2 separate regions of the Rattus norvegicus genome follow, and region 2 is linked to region 1. The links are chromatin contacts, called in public Hi-C maps. All regions are on one chromosome and are shown on one strand. The core of a region is the stretch at or near the end of the contact, and the rest is flanking DNA. Distances in the headings are between cores, read along the strand shown.

Region 1 (4,934 bases), core at 1,819-4,318:
AGACAGGAAGATCTCTGGAAGCTGGCTTCCACTCTATAAAGTTCTAGGTCAGTAGGAGTCCATCTCAAACAAAAGGGGAGAAGGAATAACTTCCGAGGCAGTCATATTACCACCTCACACATGTACCACACACACACACACACACACACACACACACACTACATACATACACAGGAGCACATGTGCACACACAAGTGCACATACACACTACACACACAAGCTCTAATGCACACATGCTGCACACATGGAATACATACACATGAGTACACGTACACACACTGTACACAAGTGCACATACACAATACACACAGCTTTGAGAGGTTTTCAAAATTTATGGCATGGCATCAAGTGGGTAATTTTTGTGAACACTGATCTTTCATTTAAGTTTAGTGTCTCAGGGGGCTGGGGATTTAGCTCAGTGGTAGAGTGCTTACCTAGGAAGCGCAAGGCCCTGGGTTCGGTCCCCAGCTCCGAAAAAAAGAACCAAAAAAAAAAAAAAAAAAAAAAAAAAAAAGTTTAGTGTCTCAGTTTATCTACAATAATGGGACTAAAGGAAAGGCTTCTCTAGCCCCTCTAGTTCTGTTAAAGTTAAAAATGCCACCTGCTGTTGGTGAATGTGTATCTCTGTGCACATGTGTGCACACATAAAGGAGGGCTGTCCAGGACTCCTGGTGCCCAGCACTGCTCCTCTGCCTTCAGGCCATTTACCTGTGAGGCAGGTACAAGGGCGACAGCAGTGCTGTGCAGAGCTGACCTCAGATCAGGCCGGGAAGGCTGTGAGCAGCGGAGATGGCAGGACTCTGGGACCACCGGTGCAGACATACCTGTCACTAGCAAGACACTGACACCGGCTCCAATTCACAAGAGGATGAATGTGGCCCTAGGAACAAATGTGCAAGCAAAGAAGAAAGGTTCCAACCAAGACCAAGAGAAACCTCCAGGGCGTCTGGGGGCCACTGCTCTCAGGCCTGGGTCTCGGCCTGGGTCTCTGCCTCTAGCCAGAAGCTGCCTTTGTTAGTGGTTTCTTTTTTTTTTTTTTTTTTAAAGATTTATTTATTTATTATATATAAGTACACTGTAGCTGTCTTCAGATACACCAGAAGAGGGCATCAGATCTCTTTACAGATGGTTGTGAGCCACCATGTGGTTGCTGGGAATTGAACTCATGACTTCTGGAAGAGCGGTCGGGCGCTCTTAACCGCTGAGCCATCTCTCCAGCCCCCTGAGCCATCTCTCCAGCCCCCTAGTGGTTTCTTTTTTTCTCAGACAGACAGATCTCACTATGTAGCCTCCACGGGCCACAAACTTGTGGAAATCTTCCTGCCTCTGCCTCCCGAGCCTGGGTCTACAGGCAGAGGCGGCCCAGCTGTTTGTCTTCATTTACTTATTTGTTTAGGCGACTTCTATCTCACTGGATGGAGACCAAGGCCTCCTGATCCCCAGCAAGCTCTTCTGAAAGCCAGTTCTGAACTACACAAACTTCCCCTCTCCTGCCTGTACCAAGTGTAAGACAGAAAGGATGCTCGTAACAGAACAAAGACTACAAGTCTGCCCTGGCCCCTGGTGCCACCCTTAGGCAAAGGCACTGTGCTGCAAGAGTGCCTTCCCCTCAGCTGAAATCCCCAAAGAGCACAACTGACTGTAAAGGACCTCACTGAAGACTCAAAATTGGAGGACACAGAATGGACTTCCCTGCCCCGGCACCAATCAATCACCAAGGCCACTTTTGCCCTAAGGACTTGGCCTCTGACTGTGCTGTCCACAGCCTTGCTCCCCCACACCATTCTGGACCCTGCTGACCACACTGCCTATTATTACCAAGGCTCATGGCTATCACTAGAACAGACGGACTCTTTCCTGCTCTCCCTGGGTACTTTATTCCAGCACCCCGACTCTCAGTAATCTACGAGCACTTAGACCCGACCTGAGACCTGGCATGGCTTACACACGCACCAAGTGGGCTGCATGACCTCACGGCATTTACCACGTCACTGTCACAACCCAGAGACACTACCGAGTAAAACAAAACACGACAAGCAAATTCAGGGAAGTGCGGATAACCCCTGTAACCAACAGACAAGGATTACCCCGTTTTTCAAAAGCAATAATGCTGGGGGTTTTGTTTTGTGGCTGGGCATGGTGCCTTTTATCTCAGCAACGGAGAGGCAGAGGCAGGAGGATATCTGAATTTGATGCCATTTGTCTACACAGAGTTCCAGGCCAGCCAGGGAAAACACACTGAGAACCTGTCTTCAAAAAACAAAACAGGGGCTGGGGATTTAGCTCAGTGGTAGAGCGCTTACCTAGGAAGCGCAAGGCCCTGGGTTCGGTCCCCAGCTCCGAAAAAAAGAACAAAAAAAAAAAAAAAAAAAAAACAAAACAGGGGGCTGGAGAGATGGCTCAGCGGTTAAGGGCACTGACTGCTCTTCCAGAGGTCCTGAGTTCAATTCCCAGCAACCACATGGTGGCTCATAGCCATTTGTAATGGGATCCGATGCCCTCTTCTGGTGTGTCTGAAGACAGAGTGTACTCATATTCATTAAGTAAATAAAATCATTTAAAAAAAAACAAAACAAAACAAACAAAAACATGGTAGCTGGGCATACGTGTGTCTGTGTATATCTGAGTGAGTTGGGTGGGGGGAGGGGTGGGGGAGGGGGAACCAAGCCAGGGTTTGCACAAGGCTGAGCACTTGCCCCTAGCCCACGGCAGACTTGAAAACACTCATAATCTTCATTCAACACATGGTGGCTGGCACCTGAGAAATGACACCCTTGACCTCCCACGCGTGTGCACACACAGGAATCAGATGTAGTGCAGCAAATATGCATCGAGTTTTAAGAGAAGGAAACGCGGTGTCAGTAACTGTCAGTCTTCTGTGTAAAACCCAAAGCGATGGGAGGCCACGGGGTCAGGAGGGGCAATCACACCGGAACAAAGTCCTGTAAGGGCTCTGAAGTCGTGTCCTTGCTGAAAGGCCAGCGCAACCTTTCCGTGAGAACAGCTGCCTAGCAACCCACTCAACCTTGCACCAAGGCCTCCTTTATCGATCTTTGTGGCCAATGATCACTCCAAACAACTTACATAAGCTCCCTCCCTCTACCTGTCTGCCTTTCTGTCTCTACCCACAACCATGCTCCCCTACTGCACGGATGTCGTCACTACAGAAGACGTGATCCCAACCAACAATACACCAGTCCCCATACAGCCCTCTGCTCATTTCCAAATGAACTCGTAGTTTCCTTAAAAGGTCTTTCTCTCCATTATTAGATTTAAAGGAGTAACTGAGTGAAGACGTTAAACGGCTTCTGGGATTGGTGTATGATACTGGACTTTAAGGGCCATGGTGGTGAGGGAGAGGTGAAGCGTCAGGAGTTCCACAGGCATCAGTTCTGTCCCAAGTCTTTTGCCCTACCCCCTTTTTAATTTGAGAAGAAAGTGAATAGTACAGAGATTATAAACTTCTCTTCAGGAGAAAGGAGAAACTTGCTGGTTTCAGGGGAAGGAGTAATCTTCACTTGTACTTGGCTTCTAACACTGGTGACAAACACCACTGCTCTCCTGGGTCCAGCATGAGTCTTGTGAACAAGGGGATAAACACCATGTCAAGGAGCCAGAGACAGCACAGTGGGTCTCTCATTGTTAGGTTTAAGAGAGAGAGAGAGGTGAGGGGGTATGTGTGAAGAGGAGGACGTGGTTTTCTCTTTCCCTGGGAGTTCCCAGGCCTGAGCTTAGGTTGTCAGCCTTATAGACAAGTGCGTTCACCCGCTGAGCCATCCTGCTAGCCCTTAGCTTTTTTTTCTTTATTTAATACTTATTTATTTGCAACAGGGTTGGCTTAGAACTCACTACGTAGATCTGGCTGGCCCTGAATTCGTAAAGACCTATCTACCCCTGCCTTTCGAGTGCTGATTTAAGGTGTGAGCATCATACCTGGCAACTCTTTATTCTTAAAATGACAATTGTCATAATCTCTTGAAATGTCTTTAAGCTACACATGCCTGTGTTGTTCTGGTCATTTTCTCTTTGTGACCCACTCACTAATTCACCCCATCTTAGATCCAGTGCCAGGCATGGGGGACACAGGAGTGAGCGGAACAAATACCAGCTCCTGACCCAGACCTGGAGTTCCTACTCCATCAGGGGAGGCAGACAAAATGGGTGCACACAAGACACGGTGCTATGGTGGTAAGGCCAGCACTAGGGAGGTAAAAACAGGTGGACGCCACAACTGAGGCCAGCCTGGGCCTCATACAGCAAGATTCTGTCTCAAAATCAAAACAAAATCGAAACTCAGGGGTACAAAGAGCACACAGTTGGGTAGAGCCTAGAGGTGTGGCTCTGTGTTATGTACGTTAGACAGTGGCCAAAGACAGCTTTCCTGAGAAAGGGACACCAAACCATTGTTCGCTTGCTCTGGGTTTTATCCTTCCTCTTCCTTTTAATATCATCTTCACTTACTTATGGTGGGGCTGATACACCTCTCTCTCTCCTTGTCTCTCCCCACCCCTGTGTAAGGGTGTATGTGTGTGTGTGTGTGTGTGTGTGTGTGTGTGTCTGTCTGTCTGTCTGTCTGTCTGTCTGCATGTATATCTGTGTCTGTGTATATGTCTGTGTCTGGGTGTGTGTCTGTGTGTCTATGTGTCTGTGTGTGTGTGTGTCTGCATGTATGTCTGTGTCTGTGTGTCTCTGTGTGTGTCTGTGTGTGCCAGGTCAAAGGACAACTTACAGAGTTGTGGTTGCTTCTTTCCTGCCACTCTGTAGTTCCAGGGGACTAAGTTTAGGTCATCAGGCTTGACAGTGAGTGGCTTTGCTAAGCCACCTTGCCAGGCCTGACCTTGGTTTTCTAAGACAGGGTTTGGGGCTGATGTGCAGCAGGTAGGGGTAAGATGGTGTGTGTGTAGGCCGGGGAAGGATGCGGAAATATCAAAGCT
Region 2 (4,934 bases), core at 1,682-4,181, 150 kb after region 1:
GCTGCAGAGGGCACAGCGCTGACCACACGGGGCCTCACAGGCAACCCCAGGACTAGGACATGGATTTTCAGGAAGGACTAGGTGGGGGTGGTGTCATCTCTCCTGACCTGTGTAGACTGTGATAGTCACTCAGTAGCAGAAAGTAGCAGTAGTAGAAAGTAGCAGTAGCAGAAAGTAGCAGTAGTGGACGGTGTGAGCGGGCTATGAGCCAAGGCCAAGTAGTAGTTCAGATGGAAACAGCAGGGAAGAGCCGCAGCATCCATACTCAGTCCAGGCAGGGGTCACCATGAAGCCATGCGTGGTCCGTCCCCAGAGCAGCAGTGCTGGTGCCTGAACTAGAGTGAGAACAGGTGAGATGAAGGAGAGAGAACCCAGAACATTCTGCTGAGTTCTGCAGCAATTGAGTCCATACAGAGGCTGGGGTGTGCCCTGGAGATGAGGCTTGAGGCCACTGTGCCTTTTCCCAGGCCCTAGTAGTTACTCTGGCCCCTTCCTGAGCCTAGCGTGGGTTGGAAGGGAGTGGACGACAGAAGAAAGGAGTGTGGATTCTAGGGCTCCAAGGGTGGATATTGTATCAGTAGAAGGAATCCCGTGCTGTGTCAAGTATTCAGCATGATGTCAGCCCCATCTGGACAGGTTTCCAACCTGTTTCGTGGGCTTTCAGGGCGAGGGCCCCATTAGGCTTTTGAGCAGCTGACGAGCAGATACTCGGGAGCCGTCGCCCAGGCTCTGGCACATTCCCGGGTACGCCCTTGGCATGGAGTAGTGCCTCGTCCAGCATGTCCCCGTCTAGGACTCATGGGCCACTGAGAGTGGATGGTGTGAGGACTGTCCTTAGCCTGTCAGTCCCACGCTCCCTCATTCCCCGAGTGCAGCTCCTTGGTAGCAGGGCTGCCAAGGCCCCGCCCCACCAGCTGCTGCGTTATTTCTGACTTGTCCAAGAGTTCAAGTGTGTAACCCAAACCCCTAGATCCTCCTTCTCTCCCCCAGCTCCTTCTGGAGGAGGAGGCTCTGGGCTGCTCTCTCGGGCTGGCTGTAGCTCAGGCCAGTGACACCTGGGCACAGCCGCTGGCCTTCACAGCTATCTTCAGGAGCTGTCCTCAAACAGGTGGGGTGGGTGTGAGAGGGTGGCTATGGCAGCCCTTCCAGTGCCCTGGGAAGACCCTCTAGAGGGACTCCTTGGTGCCTTGCCCAGGAGCTGGCCACTTGAGTTCAGTAGGGGCTTTGCACAGGGTATTGTTACTGATCTCTGGGTTTCTTAAGCCCAGGGCCCCAGAGAGCCACCTCTGATCAAGTCCCTTTACTTGTGCTTGCTCCTTGCATTGAAAACCTAGAACTCTTGGGGCTTCGTTTCTCATTCGTCCTGTGGCTCTGAATAGAAACCTTGGCTGTTCCCCGCAGCCTCTGCTCTGGAATAAGAGCTCCTCAGCTGTACTACCTGGGCCTCAGGTCAGAAGGCATGGAGGGCCCACCACCTCCCCTACAACCTCTCCTGTGCTTTCAGAAATGAGGTCCCTACTGGGGAGGGTCTGTTTGAGAAAGGGCTGCATCACTTACAAGGGTTGGTATTAGAGTATATCTCATCCTGATAGTCTCCCCATAATGTTCCCCGTCTCCTTACAGGGGTCCCCAGAACTGGGCCACGGGGATGAACCGTGAGGGAGCACCCGGGAAGAGTCCGGAGGAGATGTACATTCAGCAGAAGGTCCGCGTGCTGCTCATGCTGAGGAAGATGGGGTCAAATGTGAGTGCCTGGGGGCTGTCCAGGAGCAGGGCCTGCTGCCCTGAAGGAGGGAAGGTACAGCTGCAGTTACTTCCTGGGGAGGGCTGTGGGCCTGTGGATTAATCTCTCTGCTGCCAGTTCAGGAATCCCCAACGCAGAGCCCACACGCTCACTTTAGGGAGCATTGCTGAGGTTATCTTTCCACTCCATTTTTATTTTGGGCAGGGACGGTGAGGACTTTACCCCTCCTTTCTGATCCTCAGTGACCTCAGAGAGGCTTCTCTCCTGGGGCAGATACGGGGCAGCTGGGCAGGGCGACCACTGGAGAGAGCAGTAGAGCAAGCACAGGGCATCTTTTGAAAAAGAAATGGAGAAACCCGAGACTGCTGATGGCCATTGGTGTGTGGCCGGGGACTGGGCTTTCATATCTACCCCACCCCAGAGTAGACACTGATCTAGATCCAGAGTGGCAGGCATGTGAATGTCGGGGACCAGGACGGGAGCAGGATGTGACTGCTGGGACAGATGCCAGGCATAGAGGGCAAGGAGCAAGAGGGGAGGTGCAGGGGCAGCAAGTGCGGGGTCCACGCTCCTCTCTCATCTCAGCGCTTTCACCCTGCAGCTGACTGCCAGCGAGGAGGAATTCCTGCGCACCTATGCAGGGGTCGTCAACAGCCAGCTCAGCCAGCTGCCACAGCACTCCATCGACCAGGGTGAGCCAAGGGCCAGGCACAAAGCTGAATGGGTGGCCTGGGAGTTCAGGAAAAGGGGAGCAGACAGTGTTCCTTCCCATGCACAGGCTCCTGTCTGGTCCCAGCAATGGGGATCCAACAAGGCAGGTGGTGATGTCTTTCTAGGCCTGGAGGGAGGAGGACGAGGTAGAGTGTCTGGAGCCTTGTGCAACCACAGAGGGTCTGGTTATTGCATCCCTTAACCTTCAGCCTGTTCCCTGTCTGCTCAGCACCTAGTTCAGGGACCACGAAACTGCTCAATGTTCTGAGATTTCTGTCCCTGTCAGGGACAACTGTGCAGGGACTGGTGGGCCGGCCCTTAACAGGAAGAGGTGGCTCAAAGGGCCTGATATCTCTACATGCAAAAGGGATCCTCACAGTCAAACCTTCACTCCGGTGTTTATTGTAGAGCAGGGCCTGTGCCAGGGATCGATACATAGTGTTTGACTGTTGACAGCTGTTTCTTGTATGACTTCCAGCTAGCAGGCAGTGTTTGGGGATCAGGAAGTAATTGCCCTTGACCACACCGAGGTGCCCAGGAGCCTCACTGCTGGGCTGCTGGGCTGCTGGGCTGCTAGCTCCCTGTCCCCTTGCTTCTTGTGGAGCCTCCTCCCCTCCGAGAGCCCCACCTGACTCTCTAGCACAGTGTTCTGAGCAGCGTCTCCTCATGGTCCTTTTCTGGTAGGCTTTCATGCTTGGTTGGGGCTGTACAGTATTTTAGTGAGCCAGGCAGTGTAGGTCACACCCTTAATCCCAGGAGGCCAGCTTGTTCTACAGACCAAGTTCTAGGAGTGCCAGGGCTACACAGAGAAACCCTGTCTCAAATTAAAAAAAAAAAAGATACTTGAGTGGCCCGTGGCATGTCCAGACAGGAGCAGCCACCAGAGCAGAGCAGAGAGCAGAGGAGAGCAGAGGAGAGCAGAGCAGAGAGCAGAGCAGAGAGCAGAGCAGAGAGCAGAGCAGAGCAGAGAGCAGAGCAGAGCAGAGCAGAGAGCAGAGCAGAGCAGAGCAGAGAGCAGAGCAGAGAGCAGAGCAGAGGAGAGGAGAGCAGAGAGCAGAGCAGAGAGCAGAGGAGAGCAGAGCAGAGCAGAGAGCAGAGCAGAGAGCAGAGAGCAGAGCAGAGAGCAGAGAGCAGAGCAGAGGAGAGGAGAGAGCAGAGAGCAGAGCAGAGCAGAGAGCAGAGCAGAGCAGAGCAGAGAGCAGAGAGGAGAGCAGAGGAGAGCAGAGGAGAGGAGAGAGCAGAGAGCAGAGCAGAGAGCAGAGCAGAGCAGAGAGCAGAGCAGAGCAGAACAGAACAGAGAGCAGAGCAGAGCAGAGAGCAGAGCAGAGAGCAGAGCAGAGCAGAGCGCAGAGCAGAGAGCAGAGCAGAGAGCAGAGCAGAGGAGAGCAGAGCAGAGGAGAGGAGAGAGCAGAGAGCAGAGCAGAGCAGAGGAGAGCAGAGCAGAGCAGAGAGCAGAGCAGAGCAGAGAGCAGAGCAGAGCAGAGCAGAGATCAGAGCAGAGGAGAGGAGAGAGCAGAGCAGAGCAGAGAGCAGAGCAGAGGAGAGCAGAGGAGAGCAGAGGAGAGGAGAGAGCAGAGAGCAGAGCAGAGAGCAGAGCAGAGCAGAGAGCAGAGCAGAGAGCAGAGCAGAGGAGAGCAGAGGAGAGCAGAGGAGAGGAGAGAGCAGAGAGCAGAGCAGAGCAGAGAGCAGAGCAGAGCAGAGAGCAGAGCAGAACAGAACAGAGAGCAGAGCAGAGCAGAGAGCAGAGCAGAGAGCAGAGCAGAGAGCAGAGCAGAGAGCAGAGAGCAGAGCAGAGAGCAGAGCAGAGAGCAGAGCAGAGAGCAGAGAGCAGAGAGCAGAGAGCAGAGCAGAGAGCAGAGCAGAGAGCAGAGAGCAGAGCAGAGAGCAGAGCAGAGCAGGGTGTCTGCTGTGTTGAGGCTGCTGGGGAGGAAAGCAGGTCAGTCACACTAGGCTGCCATTCCCATTATCCTTCATGTTGTGGGCTCAGCCCTAGATACAGGGGTCGCTTCCCCAACTCAGAAGAGTCCTCCAGGGAACCTTGAGCAGCCCAGCACCTGGGGGCTGTGCGTGTATCACACAAAACTACATCCCGGCAGGCCTGCTCAAGTACTCTGCAGCCAAGCGTGTTTACGGTCGACCCCACCTTCCCACTGGCTCTGGAAGGAGTCCTTTTCTTCTTGATGGCTGGTCTGGGTTTCTCCACCTAGCTCCTAAGCCAGGTCCACCTGAGCACTTCAGACTTCTGAGCTAGTTCCAAGGGACTCTGTCCTCCCACATGATCCTGAGTTATTGGGTCTCTGAGTCTCTGCAAATGTCCCTGGTTCCCACCCTTAATAGGACAGGTGAGGAACCGAACCTTGGGACCAGGCAGGATTGGCCATGCCCACTATGTACCGAGGGGATACATACTGGGTTGCTAGTAGGGAAAAAATGGTTCCTATGGTGTTGAGGATCAGTCCAGAAGCCTCGTGTATGCCGG

Evidence for each region. Hi-C and Micro-C count contacts between places; a contact is called where the count stands out from the background.
Region 2: a contact with region 1 is called in a Hi-C map of liver, with 2.5 times the contacts expected there. The contact joins two enhancer-like sites. A contact is called at or near these places in 9 of 12 Hi-C or Micro-C datasets (the A7r5 cell line, the Rat2 cell line, Schwann cells and 5 more).

The regions. Positions count from the first base shown.
Region 1 is chr5:165,115,978-165,120,911 of GRCr8, forward strand. The region is part of intron 2 of Ube4b (ubiquitination factor E4B); the gene reads right to left. Among named protein-coding and RNA genes, the nearest start is that of Ube4b, 35 kb to the right of the region's middle. Within about 2 kb of position 3,069, at least 3 of the 93 cell types and tissues checked have an H3K27ac peak or open chromatin away from gene starts, as enhancers often do. A contact at or near this core is called in liver, where this site is marked.
Region 2 is chr5:165,270,605-165,275,538 of GRCr8, forward strand. Ctnnbip1 (catenin, beta-interacting protein 1) reads left to right here. Exons shown (of 5, transcript NM_001173388.1): 3 at 1,624-1,744; 4 at 2,346-2,436. The coding sequence starts at 1,649. Among named protein-coding and RNA genes, the nearest start is that of Ctnnbip1, 28 kb to the left of the region's middle. Within about 2 kb of position 2,932, at least 3 of the 93 cell types and tissues checked have an H3K27ac peak or open chromatin away from gene starts, as enhancers often do. A contact at or near this core is called in liver, where this site is marked.